Regions from separate parts of the Mus musculus genome. Here region 2 is linked to region 1. The links are chromatin contacts, called in public promoter capture Hi-C maps. All regions are on one chromosome and are shown on one strand. The core of a region is the stretch at or near the end of the contact, and the rest is flanking DNA. Distances in the headings are between cores, read along the strand shown. Region 1 holds the start of Sec22b (SEC22 homolog B, vesicle trafficking protein). Region 2 overlaps Zfp697 (zinc finger protein 697).

Region 1 (7,588 bases), core at 2,701-5,200:
CCTTCCAACCTCACAAGGTATAATGTAAGTATTACTACAGCCTGAGAGAACAAAACTAAGTCATATCAATTATAAGATAAAATGGTTGGAAGCATGCTACAATTTCAGAATGTGCTAAGGAAGAAAGGTAATGGCATGCACTGGGACAAATCTACATAGATTATAGTATGACAGCCAACACTAATGCTGGTTCAGCAGGCATTATCATTCCTAAGAACAAAACCGTCTTGGCTAAATAATGATTTTTTTGGCATATTCACATAATAGACTATTAGGCAGCCATTAAAATATTTAATGGTGTGAGACAATGTTCAACATATACAACTGTTAAATGGAAAAATTAAGTTGGTCTTAAATATAACACATTAATTTTACACACACACAGGGAGGGGGAGAGAGGGGGAGGGGAAGATTATGAGAATATCTTGAGTAAAGATTTACTGAAAATAAGCATGATTAGCATCTTGGACTTTCGGTTATGTAAGTTTCCAACCTTTCTAAATGGCATGGGTAAATCCTGTAGTATAAAATCATTCACCCACCCCTGCTCACTCCATCTCTGCACAAAGAGTACTACGTGCAATTCTGGTTTGTAAATTTAAAGACAGGCTAGAATTCAGAAAAACACTTCAAAAATAAACAAAGTTAATACTCATTTTCTGTGCAGGGACTAATTTCAACACTTTACATACTTTAGCTCACAATCATTATACTTACTCTAGGAGGTGCTTAGAATTATTATGCCAATATTCTATTTTAGAAACCAAATTTTGCCAAGGACACTATGGGGCTAGAAAGGGAAGAGCTAGGATTTGGCCTAGATAATCTGACCACATATAGCCCCTCTTCAAGCACTGTGACATTCCACTTCCATGATTAAAAGTGTTTCAACAGTAGATCCACCTTCTAAACAAAGTCTTGTCAATCATGTAATTCACAGGAAAAGCTCACGGAGCTGTGTGAGAACTAAGGAAGATCCGACAAAAACAACCTAACCAGTGCTTTACAGACAGACACAGCTTTCAATGTCAAAGTCACAAAGGGCTCACAGTCCCTTAGCTCAGCAAAAATACTTAGATGCCCTGCTTGTGCTTTCCACTTCACACAGAGAGCAAACCTCGGTCCACTCCACAGGATATGTTAGTGATCCAATAACGAAGAGAGGGAGAACAGCTGGATTGGCCATGAGGCAAACAAGATTATCCACCTCTATATTACAAAAGGTACAAGACAATGCTTTCCTCAGAACCTCAGGACTTTTCCCATCTTGCCTAGGCCTAGTGGACAACTAGTGCTATCAAATATCACCCTTCACCTTTCTAAGAATGTTTCAGTTTTGTTTTTGTTTTACAAACCAATGAGTATACCAAGTTTACTTAACAGGCACGGGTGAGAGATTAGACAGCCAAGTTCCACCCCATCATGGACATCATGGATGATGGATGACCTCATGAAGGTGCATCAGAGTCCCCTTTCCATTATTGCCCACTTCTTACCTCAATATTGCCAAAGATCACTAGCATTTTCCAAGAATGTTTAGCTAGGTCTTATCATTGATAAATCCTTGATGGACTCAGCCGGTCAAAGGCCAGTTGGACCAAGAATCAAGAGGCAGCCATTTTCCTCTACAGGGAATTATAGTAACCGCCCTGACGTGATAAGGGTGCAAGGCGGCTCGGCTGCACAGCGCAAATACAATACTTTTCAGACAGAACAGAGAGGTAGATAGAAGAAAGTGCAAAGGAAAAACGTCATTATAGGGAAAAGAAAAAAAGAAAAGAAAGAGTAGGAAAGGGACAAGATTATCAGTTAGCAAGTCTGGGATTTCAAAGAGAAGGTTGTTTCTCTACCTGTCCTAAGCCTAAATTACTAGGTAAGCAGTCAACACTGTATAAAACACTGTCTATATTATATGTGAATGTTACTCTCCTTCCTGTCTTAGCTGAATACCAGTCATCTTCAGTAATAAGGCAGTTAAGAGCTTACACAGGGGCTGGCTCCTAGTAAATATCTAAAAATAACTCAAGTTGTATCAGTACAAATAGTTAAAAGTATATGCATTACTTTGGCTTAGACAATTAGAGTACTTAATATACGACTATTTGGTCAAGATAATCTATGTCTTAAATGCAATTTCTGAGTTTGGTGTGGTGGTCTACACCTGTAACTCTAGCATTCAAAAGGCTAAGACAGTGGGGTCAGTTCAAGGCAAGCTCTATCTAGAAATTGTCCCAATTTTCTAAAAAAAAAAGTTATTTCTCCATTAGTAAGAAGTGACTACGTGGTTGAAAAGTCTTAAACAAGACAGTACAGAATAATGATTAGGAACGAAGGTTCTGGTCTAGAGCCAAACTGATACTGATTTTAAAAACAATAGCTTACTTAATAAAATACTGATTACTGAAACTGGCAATTCTCAACCAGGCCTGATTTTGTCCCTAAAGGAACTTTTGCTACTGCCGTCTGGAAGTAGAGGCCAAGGATAGACGCCCTACAAGGCACAGGACAGTCTCTCCCAACAAAGTATCAACCAGCTCCAAATGGGAACAGTCCCTGATAAAAACAGACCAACCCCCAAAGCAAAGCAAAGCACCATACCAGCACCAGCACCACCAACAACCCTGGGCACATTCCATTACCCTACTTGTTAGCAGTGTGACTTTAAGCCTAAGAGCCCCTGTGAAGGGCAATAAGAGCACACACTCTGACATGGGTGGTATGAGGAGGGCCAGAGAAATAGCACCCCTAGCACTCTCAGGACAGTGCTGTTCTATATGAGGCTGTGTGTGACGTTCTGTCTACTATCATGATGGTAAAACAAGAGTCTGAGACCGATGCTTCTGCAGACATTGAAGGTTCAGAAAGGCTTATTATTTAAAATCAAAATTAATAAAGGGAAATGATAAATCACAACCAGAAAAACAAAACAAAACACTTCTGTGGAGAACTTCTCATCAATGAAACAAACCAATATTGGCAGACCAATATCAAATAAATACCAAGTTTAAAATTAAGAAAGAATCCATGAATTTTTTTCAGAAAAATTTCAAAGCAGAGAGTAGGGGCCCACTGATATTGAGTAGCATTTCAGACCCACTTTGGTCCCTCTCCTCCATTAGACTTCAGTGCAACTGATCAGATTCTGCCCATCTCTACCCCACTGATACCCCTCACGGGGAAAATATTTTTCAAAGGAAGTGTTCTCTAAGACTCCCAGCCCCCAATCTCCTTTGTCCGGATCATATTCTTGGGCTCATCTGAATAATATACTTTATGAGAGCAGGAGAAAATCAGGCATAGCCGTGAAAGTAGGCACTTTACTGAACCTTGACAACTTTGTAAGTGGCAATATTACCTCATCCTCTATCAAAATATGTCATCGAGCTAGGTCAAGGATCAAGAGCTACAGGAAAGCGAGGTGAAGAAACCAAGGGTTGGTCTTCCCCAGATATATTAGTCAGCAGCCTTAACAGCAGCCCAAAAGAAAAGTCCTAAATTCTAAGAAGGTCCCTAAAAAGTCATCACAAACTGGGTGATCAAATTAAACCTGGATAAGCTTTCTCCGGGGCTTCTGTGTAGAGAGGAACAGTTACCACCATAACTCTAACTCCTTCCACAAGGATTTCTTCTCACAGGTAGTCTTTTCACGAGCAAACGGTAAAAGAGCTCTCGAGAAGAGGGGGAAGGAGTCTGTGAGGTCGCTAGGGTCTCACTAGCCGGGAGCAGGGCGAGCTCGGGGCTCCGGCAGCAGCTTACCTGCTCGTCCTCCTGCATCGAGGCGGCCAGCGGAAGGCCGTCCGCCACACGGGCGATCATCGTCAGCAGCACCATCTTCCCTGGCTACGGAGACCAGGCCGCCTCAGTCACTGTCCCTTCTTCTCCGGCGGCGGCCAGTTACACCTCCGGCTGAGGTCCCCAACAGCTAGCCGCTGGCGTCTCCGCTTCCCGCTGAGGTGGCCGGAAACGACTTCAGAGCTTTCCACTACCGGTCCTTTCAATTGGCTTCCCACCGAGAACCACAACCACCGGGAACTTTAGTTCCGCAGTCATTCCTCCGACCAAGTCCCGCCCACATTTGTGAATTTTTGTTTCCACTAAGTGGTGTCTCTGCAAGAGGAGTGGCGCTCAAGCTTAGTAGGGCTTGAAAGGTGACTGAGAGCGAACTTTTTAGACGAATGGAGTATGAAGCAACTGTAAAGCTATGTATTTTCAGATTTTTTTTACAGAGCATTTTATGTATAATATTTTATAATCTGTGTATGTCTCAGCAGAGATTCGTTTCTTGAGGGTTTTTCTGGCCTGGGTGTTTATACTGTCACAAAGTTCTTAAACAGTTTGTGGTAAGAGATTGGCAAATAGGAGCTGGAGAGACCGCCCCAGGGATCAAGAACTCTGGCTGTTCTTTCAGAGGACCGGAGTTCAACTCAGCACCCGCATGCTGGTTTACAACCATCAGTAACTCCAGTTCCAGGGGAATCTGACACCTTCTTCTGGCCTCTCCAACCTTTCCATGCACGTGCTGCACAGGCAGGAGCGGAAGTAAGCCACCCCCACACATGAAACTTTTAAAAAGAGATCAGCAATATTTAGTATTATATATATTTATTCATATATATATGTATATATATGCATATATTAATAAATGAAGAAGTACAGGGGGATCACATACATCATTAGCCTCCCCAAATCTAGGTTCTTGGCTGCCTCTATCATGGTATAGAAAGGGGAATCTTACCAGGCTTTCCAGTAATTTGGTTTTCACTTGCTTTTGAAGCAACCTCTAGATAATCACCGTTAAGGAAGAGTTCTCATCTCTCTCTTCTTTGGTGTCCTCATCAATGAGATAGGGATATTCTTGGCCTCAAGAGGGTTTTTGTAAATATTAAATGAGAAGAACGTGGAGGTACAGGGGTTTTGTAAACTTAGAAAAGGAAGGAAGGAAGGAAGGGAGGGAGGGAGGGAGGGAGAGAGAGAGAGAGAGAGAGAGAGAGAGAGAGAGAGAGAGAGAAAGAAAGGAAGAAAGAAAGAAAGGAATTATACAAATATACTTATTACATTAGTAATAACTATTCTTTGCTAAATACTTAGTGTCTTATGATTATCTGAACATTTAACTAAACAACTCTGTGAAATTTGTTAGCTGAAGGCTCTCACTTTATACTTGGGGAAGACTGCAAAGATTTTTCCAAGCAGGTCATGTAGTTAGAAGTGATGTAAACAGGCTTTGAGCTCAAGTTCAGCTCTAGCTACTGATTAATAAGCATTCTCTCATATTATCTCTCCTCTTTCATATATAATTCCCCCCTCCAGACAGTGTCTTGCTATGCAGCTCTGGTTGGCCTAGAACTCACCTATGCTGGCCTTGTATTTACAATCACATCCTCCCTTGCTTGCCACAGCTCACACCTGTCATTTGGCAACCTGAGCCAATGTGGAGTGGAAATCAATTTTGGAGTGTATAATGCCTTATTTGGTAGAATCATAATACATTTAGAATAGTCTACAGATACCACGATCTTTAACTTCTTTCTTCCACTCAACAAAGATATGTCTTCTACCATGATCTCAAATGATTGTCCTTGATCCGATAGAATAATTTTAGTAATAGGGGATAATGGCATAAATATTGGCAATAAGGCTACACCATGTGGGTCCGGGGAACAGAGAGAGCAAAGCATAGAATGTAGAGAGACTCTCTTGTGGAAGCATCACCTGCCAATAAAATACTGTTGGCTGTTGGCTGAGGCAGGAAATAGGAGTTCCAGTGGGGAGAGAGATTTCTAGGATAAAATGAGGTGAGGGAAGAGATTTGCCTGAATGCTGATGTAGAGATAATTAACCACGTGGCAGAACTTAGACTAGAATAAGTGGGCTGATTGACCTATGAGCTAACAGAAGTTAGCCAAAGCTTTTGGCCTGGGCAGTATTTATGAATAATTATTCATAGATAATTTTAGTCTCAGTGTCGTTATTTCAGGGAGCTCGGGTGCAGGTGGAAAGCCTATGGATACAGTAGGAGGCGTGTTCAGAGAAGCTGCCTCTCAGGTTTGTTTCAGTTTGTGCTCTCAGCTTTCTCCAAGGCCTATGTGCTCGTTGCCTGAGTGTTTCTCAGATGCCATTGCTTGTTTTAAATGGTTTTTAAGATTTTGTAATTTTTATGTTAGCACAGAAAACAGTAGGTTAGTTATGGTCTTTTCATGAACGTTTGCCATTTATCATTGTTTCTTTATGATAAATTCCACTCCTCTTGATTAGGCTTCTTGGGGTTCATTTTAGTTACAAAATTTCTTTATTGGGTCAAGTCCTGCCCCACCCCACCCCATGCCCAGTGCTGAGGAGCCAACCCAGGCCTTACACAAGCCAGGCAGACACTCATCCACTGAGCTACATCTCCAGCCCTCTACCAACCATTTCTTGCACCCCTAGGTTTTCCTTTTAAACATACAGCATGATTCTTGTGCCCTCAGGCATTGGAATTGTTATTTCAAGGGAAGGTGTGGTCTTCTCAGGTTGCTCAATGGGCAACCGGGAAAAGCTAGTACCATATCTGATCAGCGCCTCAGACCTTAGGAACTCTGGAATCTGAGTCACTTTTGCTTCCAACTCGATGCACATTATCCTGTTCACATCTGTTAGTGATTTCAAGCTCTTGGTCTTTGACCCTTTGAGCAACACACCACCATGTAATGATGAGCAGCTCTGTGCTAGATCCAGGGAAGGCCCTCCTTGACTATTTTACATTGAATGAAAAAAAATGAGAGAGAGAGAGAGAGAGAGAGAGGGAGAGAGAGAGAGAATATTCAAATTGCTGAAGTTCATGTTTATCCTTCACCTGCCTAAAACCTGACAACACACAATGTTATGAAATGAGTCAAATTCTAGACCCTTGGCAGTGGGAATGAGGACAGGCAGGGGACTGACTCACAGCTAGCCGTGCTAGAAAATTCTTGAAACATACCAAGCAATTGAACAATGCACATACCCAAATTAAATTAATAATATATTAAACTGCTACTGGGAAAGACTTGATTAGAGCAATGACAGATATTTCCAGGTGCCATCAAAGCGAGCAGGACAGTTGTGTACTCACTCAGCTCAGCATGTTACACACCCATACACACTAGTGCCTCTTCATGACTTTTTAAAAAAGGAACACTTTCTTACAGATTAGTACATGGCTCCCAGGCTGAGTATCTCCCTCTTCAGTCTCCACTTCTAAATGTAACCTCAAAAGAACGTTGAATTCTGGCCTACATAAATCAGCTTTTGTTCTGATTGGTCCTTTTCCATGCCAGTCAACTCAGTTGTGTTGTGTTGTGTTGTGTTGTGTTGTGTTGTGTTGTGTTGTATTGTGTTATGTTATATTATATTATGTTATTATTTTTGGCCTGTGCTCACCCTTTGGAGATGCCTCCAGGCATTGCAGACTCTGGGTATACAGGGTGTGTGTGTTGGTGCGTGGTGTATGTGGGGGGGCCTTTGGGGGTGTATCATGGCTTAGGTTTGGGGTTGCAGCAGCACCAATCTAGACTGGTCATTAAGTACAGGCTACTTTGAATTATCTTCCCTGGCTAAAGCTCCTTACAAT
Region 2 (7,588 bases), core at 2,759-5,258, 530 kb before region 1:
TAAATGCATTTGTGTATCAAGGACAAGAAATCAATTGTGCTGGTTAGGTATTTTGGTTTTTTGCTTGTTTGTTTGTTTTGTTTTGTTTCTATTTGACGCAAGGTAGAGTCACCAGGGAAGAGGGAACTTCTGAGAAAATGCCTGTAAAAGACTGGCCAGTGGGCAAGTCTATAAGGCAGTTTTTTCATTAATGATTGATGGGTCAGAGACCAGCTCACTATGGTTGGTACCATCCTAGGGCAGGTGGTCCTGAGTCATAAAGACACTCAGAGCAAGCCCCAGGGAGCAAGCCAGTAAGCAACATTGCTCCATGGCCAGCCTCTGCTTCAGTTCCCACCTCTAGGTTTTTACCCTGATTTCCTTTCATGCTGAGCTGTGATTAAAGCAAGGAAGTCATGTAAACCTCTCCTCCCCACGTTGTGCTTGGCCTGGGCATGGTGTTTATCTCAAACACAGAAAGCGAGCTAGGACATACATGTGTGCATACAAACATGTACTGATTAAGCTAGGACATACATGTGTGCATACATACATGTACTGATTAAGCTAGGACATACATTAAGCTAGGACATACATGTGTGCATACATACATGTACTGATTAAGCTAGGACATACATGTGTGCATACATACATGTACTGATTAAGCTAGGACATACATGTGTGCATACATACATATACTGATTAAGCTAGGACATACATGTGTGCATACATACATATACTGATTAAGCTAGGACATACATGTGTGCATACATACATATACTGATTAAGCTAGGACATACATGTGTGCACACATACATGTACTGATTAAGCTAGGACATACATGTGTGCATACATACATATACTGATTAAACCTCTCCTCCCCACGTTGTGTTTGGCCTGGGCATGGTGTTTATCACAAACACAGAAAGCAAGCTAGGACATACATGTGTGCATACATACATATACTGATTAAGCTAGGACATACATGTGTGCACACATACATGTACTGATTAAGCTAGGACATACATGTGTGCATACATACATATACTGATTAAGCTAGGACATACATGTGTGCATACATACATGTACTAATTAAGCTAGGACATACATGTGTGCATACATACATATACTGATTAAGCGAATCAGTGGTTTTGAATCAGTGTCTTACTACTTAGACCAGGCTAGTCTCACACTGGCATTCATCCCTTAGCAGCCTCTTGTACCATGCCAACTGCACCCCCTCTAGATTGTACTTTTAAAAGTGTGATAGGAAATATTTTAGGATTATGGTCCTTGTGATTTCTGTCACAATTATTCAACTGTGCATGAACGTCTCCGCAGTCAGTTTGTGTGGACAGTGTAGGTGAAACTGCATTCCAGTAAAATTTCACTTACAGAGAGTCAAGTGTATGACACATAATAAAGAAGGAGGATATGATAAAAGACTGGTAGGGATTTAATGACAAATAGCTCATATTGGTTGCTGGATGCCAGGATGCTGTCCAAGGAACCACCATTAAATAAAATAACCTCCAAACAGGGCAGTTCTTACGTATACAACCACACTCACAGAATCTGGTACTCTTGGGGTCATTAAATTACTTAATACTTTAACGAACAGATGTAAAATAGCACTAAAATGGAAAGTGTGCACACATCAGAAACATAGTTCAGATTGTCTATGAACATTGTTTTATATATAATATATATATATAGGGTTTTTTTTCCTTTTCACATATATGTACAGTTTCTAGACTGTAAAAGAGACCGCATGGCTCAAAGGATTAAGTGCTCACCTCCTTCTGCCTCAGGCTAAGTCTTTTAAGCTCCTAAACTTCAAGTTTTTCTTATTAAAGACAGCAAAAGAAGCTGGCTTTTGACCAAAATTTCCCAGGAAATAAATAGTACAAGTGCCTCCAACCCGGTATAAGTTGGATTAAGGAATCTTTAACATTTCAAGCATGAACCACAGGTACAAGAGTATCCTGAAGAAACACAATTCTTCTAAGATGGAAGACAAGAAATAACCAGCTGGGCGCATGGAATTTCATGTAATGCAGGCATGTTCCCTGAAGAAGAGACTAGAATCACATTGTAAATACACCATTCGAGCACTCGGTGTGGCTGGACAGTTTCTTCTGCTAAGGGGTTTGGCTCAGATAAGGAATAACACAGTAGCTGATTCTCTTATCCACAGCGATAGAAAGAACAAGAGAAGTCCATGGGTTTCTACTGCCATTACTTCACGCCATCTTGGTTATCCACAACCCACCAAACCCACTCTCTAACGCTGCTGTTCTGTAAAACATTTGATAATGGCTCTCCTGTGTGTAATAATGGCAGCAAAGGGCCAAAGCAAAACAAAAAGCCCATAAAGTGGTTAAAAATATATATGAAGAATCAAAAGTTGGATTACATTTCATTGGCAAACTCTTGAGAGAACTTAAAACAGGGAAGAGGTAGATGTGCATTTCAAAAAAAAAAAAGGAAAAAAATGAACTGGTTATGGTTGGGGTCACCTGTAACCCCAGCACTCTGGATCAGAGGCAGGGGCAGGTGGAGCTCTGTGAGTTCAAGGCCAGCCTGCTCTACAGGATGAGTTTCAGGACAGCCAGGGCTATGGAAAGAATCCTTGGAGAGAGAAAAACAGAGAGGGGGAGGGGAGGGAGAGAGGGAGAATGAAGACTGCTTACAAATTGGCTGCGTTGTTTTAAGTGGCTCTCATACACTGGGCACCTAGACAGCATGAGTCAGAATAGGCGGCACAGACTTTGCAAGTGTAAGTCTTCACTAAAGAAGACTGAAGAGAATTAGTGTTTTTCAAAACTAGCCCTAGCGTATCTGTTTTCATCTGTGAACAACAGTAAACAGATTAAGTGTACAAGATCAGCAGGTAATATACAAAAGCCCGGATGTTCCCCAGATTTCTTTTTTAGTGTCCCTAGAATGAAAAATAAAAAAATAAAAAATAAAAAAAACAAAAATGCTTCTTTAGAGTCCCCAAAGAAGCTCATTATGAAAATACAAATAATCAAGTATAAATCTCTAGCATTCACAGAAACTTGGCTAAAACTGTAAAAACAATTGTATGGTTTCCCCACCACACTTTCAACTGTGTCCAACAGTTCCAGATTCCCATGAATAATCTAGGGTAATAAATGTTAGTGAAGAAAACTTCACTGCCGGCCACCACACTGACTTCTAAAGGCTAATCTACGGGAGGGAACTTAAGGGTAGGTAACCAAAATCTATACAAGTTATTTGACTCCAGCTCCCTACTAGAAATAGAAGACAGTGAGAATACTGGAATCAGGTGACAAAGGCCAGCTTTGTCAATAAGGACATCTTTGGTCCTTCTAGGCTTTAATTTTTCCATCAAGTGTAAGAATGCTCAGTCTTCTTGCTTTATGATATAAATCAGAGCACGTAAGTCATCCTCGCAACCGAGCTTGGAACACAAAAGGGCAGGCTCCACCATTCATTGCCCTGGGCCTTTCTCTGAAAGGCTTACCACACTCCTCCCCCAGACTTTCCCCAGTCACAGTTTGCAATGCTGATGTATCTCACAGGCATGTGAGAAACACTAACAGTCATTAAAAAGCATAAAGCACTCTGTTAAATACAAAAGTGCTATTTTGGCATCTCGTATAACTGGAAAACATTCACTGTTTGTGCTATTTGGCAATTTTGCATTTCCAACTCTCCCTGACTGTGCCCTCCACGTGGACATGTGTGCCTCTTATATATGGGGGTCGGAGGTGGGGGGTCGGGGATGGGGCAGGGACGAAAATCCTGTTTGGATCACATCTCTCATTAATTTGTGAGTAATTTGGGGGTTCTTGGGGTCAGGGCACACGCATGCAAATGAAGGCACCCCAACCTGTGAACTTGGCTTTCCTGCTCTACACAAATCTACACAAAGCCAGCAAAACTGAGCCAGCTAGTTGACTTTTGTGAACAGTTTCTGAGGCAGCTGCTGACAGTCTACCGGTTTCCTGAAACCTACTCTCCACTGACAGCTGAGACCTGGCAGGCAAGTCCTAATTTACATAGCAGATGGGGCCATCCCTAGGCACCCCTGACCCTACATGAAGCTTGAGCAGTTTCAAGAATTAGCGAAGAAACCGGTGCAGGATTTCCTAAGAGATCTAAGAACCAATGTATGTGGATTTCTAAACTTTTGCCCTTTGACATAACTGTGCAGTTTTTCTGCTCGATTTCCCCAGGATGTCTCAAAATAGCAGCTGGGGCTCATAGAAAGGGAAGTGGATACTTAGCAACCTCTTCTATAGGGATGAGAAGGGTCGTAATAGAGCTGATAAGTGAGGTGTTAGGGCAAACTCAGGCTTACCATGCCCCGGGAGTGTGACATTCTTATTTCTACCCGCTTTTTGTTGTACGCCTGTAACTCTAAACAAATCACCTATCTCAGTTCTCACACAGTCCAAGCCTCTCTACACAGCCCCAAATGCCTTTCCTCGGGGTCCTCCCAACTCTGCTTTTCCAAGCTTTTCACTCTTCGCAGTGTGTATTTAAGTAAGCTATCAAGTCAAGCACATCTTCTAAGAGTTACTTTGAAGGTGGAGGTAGGCACCTCGAAGTAACAACTCTTATTAACCATCTCCTGGGGGGTGGGGTGGCAAACACCAAAAGGCTCCCCCAGACACTCTCAGACTGTCCCTCCTGCCCCTTCCCCAACATCTACAGATCAGTAGCCAGACGACTCCCACCGCCGCCTCATTCGGATGCCCTCCCTAACACAAGTGCAACTTCTGGTGCTGTGCAAGGTGCGTCTTGTAGCGGAAGCCCTTGCCACAGCCCGCGCATTTGTGAGGCTTGTTGCCGGTGTGGATGCGCCGGTGGCGGATGAGGTGGGAGCTCTGGATGAAGCTCTTGCCGCACTCGAGACATGTGTAGGGCTTCTCGCCGGTGTGCGTGCGCTGGTGCTGCGTGAGCGTGGAGAAGTCGCTGAAGCGCTTCTCGCACTGGCCGCAGCCGAAGGGCTTCTCGCCGGTGTGCACGCGCAGGTGGTTGACGAGGTGCGAGTTGCGGCCGAAGCCCTTGCCACACTCCCGGCACACGTAGGGCCGCTCGCCCGAGTGCGTGCGCTTGTGCGTGAAGAGGTGCGAGCTCACGCTGAAGGTCTCGCCGCACTCGGAGCACATGTAGGGCTTCTCGCCCGTGTGCACGCGCTGGTGCTTCACCAGGTCCGAGCGCCAGCTGAAGCGCTTGCCGCACTCGCCGCAGCCGTGCGGCTTCTCGCCGGTGTGGATGCGCTGGTGATTGGCCAGATGCGAGCGGCGCACGAACCCCTTGCCGCACTCCCCGCATGCGAAGGGCCGCAGCGCCGCCGCCGAGCCCGCCGAGCCCGCGCCGCCGCCCGCCGCCGCGTGCGCGCGCCGGTGGCTGAGCAAGTGCGAGCTGAGGCTGAAGGCTTCGCCGCACTCCGGGCACGGGTAGGGCTTCTCGCCCGTGTGCAGGCGCCGGTGCTTGAGCAGGTCGGCGCGCCAGCTGAAGCTCTTGCCGCAGTCGGCGCACAGGTTGGGCCGCTCGCCCGTGTGCAGCCGCAGGTGGTTGGTCAGGTAGGTGTTGCGGCTGAAGCCTTTGCCGCACTCCCCGCAGCGGAAGGGCTTTTCGCGAGGGGGCCGGGCCAGCGTGGGCCCCGCCCCGAAGCCGCCGGCCACGCCCATGCCCACGCCCATACCCATGCCCATCATCCCCACCACTCCTCCGCACTCGCCGGCCAAACCGAAGGGCTCCAAGCTGGCCACGGCGGCGGCCTCTGCCAGGCGGTGGATGCGCTGGTGCTGCAGGAATGCGGCGCCCGGGCTAAAGCTCTCCCCGCAGTCTGGGCAGATGGTGGGCGCGTCCATGATACTGGCCATCAGGCTGTCTAGTTCCCCGAGGTCCATGGCCATGGGGTGATGGAGCCGGTGGAAGCGGCGGTGAGCAGGCTTGTCACCCCGGTGTCGACCGCCCAGGGAGAGGTGACGCCTCCAAGGAAGCACGGGAGTAGGCAATGGATCTTCCTCCTCTATCAAGCGGTTCTCCCCAGCGCTTTCCTCTTCTTCGTCTTCCTCCTCTTCATCTTCCTCTCCCCGCGGACTCCGGGATATGCTGTCAGATTCTGACAGTCCTGGGAACAGAGCCATGTCAGCCACACCAGGCTGGTCGTCCTCTTCCTCACGGAGGATAGCCCTTTCTTCCTCACTCAGCCGCCCCTCTGCAACAGACAAGTTGGCAATGGGGTCAACTAGACCTGATGTGCCAGGAGGGTGAGCCAAAGGAGTAATGCCCCTCCCCCAGCCCCCTTACCCCTACTTTTTACTCGGCCTCTTCCCTACCAGTTTCCTCCTGCTAAGACTAAAGGATAATGCACTCTGCCCCACTGCCAACTCTCCTGGCAGACACCGCCTACTAGACACCCCAGCTTCTGCTCAGCTGAATCACCTGAAGCCTGCGAATGGCTAGGTTTGTACCAGATGGGAATATGTTTCCAGAAGAAAAAAACGAGGCGGGGGTGGGAGGGGGGATTCTCAACCATACTTTCTAAAGCTAGAGCCTCAAAACACAAGTCATGTTAATCACAGAAAGTATGAGACCAGTAGGACTCATCAGGTCCCAGACAGATTCTAAAACAAAACAACAACAACAAAACCATTTGGTCAGTCTGGGAACAACGTGCAAGCATGTCCAACCTTTGACATTGCAACAGTGTTGTCATCTACCAAGTTTGTGCTCAAAAAGCAGTCAAGTCTTAAGAAAAAAAAAATCAAAAGAGCTCATCTCTATAGCACTGGTTCTCAACCTTCCTGATGCTGCGACCCTTTAATATATAATTTCTCATGCTGTAGTGACCTCCAACCCTAAAATTGCTTCCCTTGCTACTTCATAATTGTAATTATGCTTCTGTTATGACTTGTAATGTAATTACCTGTGTTTTCCAAGGGTCTCAGGCCAACCCCTGTGAAAGGGTCATTAGACGCCCACAAAGGGGTCAGGACCCACAGGTTGTGAACCACTGGGCTACACTGACGCGCATGCTTTATAATTTAATTTTGATACCCAGAACCTACAGAATGGACCCCCCCCCCTCTTCTACTCTCCATCTCTGTTCAGTGGGGGAGAGGTCACGAGGGTAGGGGAAGTGGCTAGAGACCCAGAACTTGCTTTCAGGTCAGAAATAGCAAGAGTGGTAACCAGGAACTTGGGCACTTGGGTAATCAGCCTCATGGACATAGGTAGGTCACTTAACCACCAAATTTGCTTCTAGAGAAGGAAATGATGATTTAACTAGAAATATCAATGTACTTCACCCAGCACTGTGCTAAGTCACTCTTTAAAATATATGTGTATGTGTGTATACATATATAAATTCATCTATTATGTATGAACGTGAGTTTATGTGTGCCAAGTACATGCAGGTACCTGCAGAGATGAGGACTTTGGATGCCCTGGAACTGATTCCAGGTAGTTATGAGCAGAATGATATGGGTGCTTAGAACTGAACTCAGGTCTTCTGCAAGAGTAGTAAGCATTCCTAACCACTGAGCCATCTCTCTGGGGTCCAAAGTCACTGTTTAAATCCAACACATCATGGTACTCCCCC

What was found. Promoter capture Hi-C pulls out the DNA fragments that hold promoters and counts their contacts.
Region 2: a promoter capture Hi-C map of pre-B cells shows a contact between it and region 1, with 7 times the contacts expected there. The contact joins the enhancer-like site here to the promoter of Sec22b in region 1. A contact is called at or near these places in 14 of 39 promoter capture datasets (the 3T3-L1 cell line, the C10 cell line, the HPC-7 cell line and 8 more), 1 of 484 Hi-C or Micro-C datasets (pre-B cells), 3 of 115 datasets of contacts at active chromatin or transcription factors (astrocytes, large pre-B cells and pro-B cells) and 2 of 9 other capture datasets (embryonic stem cells and liver).

The regions. Positions count from the first base shown.
Region 1 is chr3:97,897,589-97,905,176 of GRCm38.p6, reverse strand. Sec22b (SEC22 homolog B, vesicle trafficking protein) reads right to left here and starts at 3,950. Exons shown (of 5, transcript NM_011342.4): 1 at 3,757-3,950. The coding sequence starts at 3,831.
Region 2 is chr3:98,425,776-98,433,363 of GRCm38.p6, reverse strand. Zfp697 (zinc finger protein 697) reads right to left here. Exons shown (of 3, transcript NM_172863.4): 3 at 1,415-6,202. The coding sequence ends at 4,734. Among named protein-coding and RNA genes, the nearest start is that of Gm4450, 28 kb to the left of the region's middle. Within about 2 kb of position 4,008, at least 30 of the 459 cell types and tissues checked have an H3K27ac peak or open chromatin away from gene starts, as enhancers often do. A contact at or near this core is called in pre-B cells and pro-B cells, where this site is marked.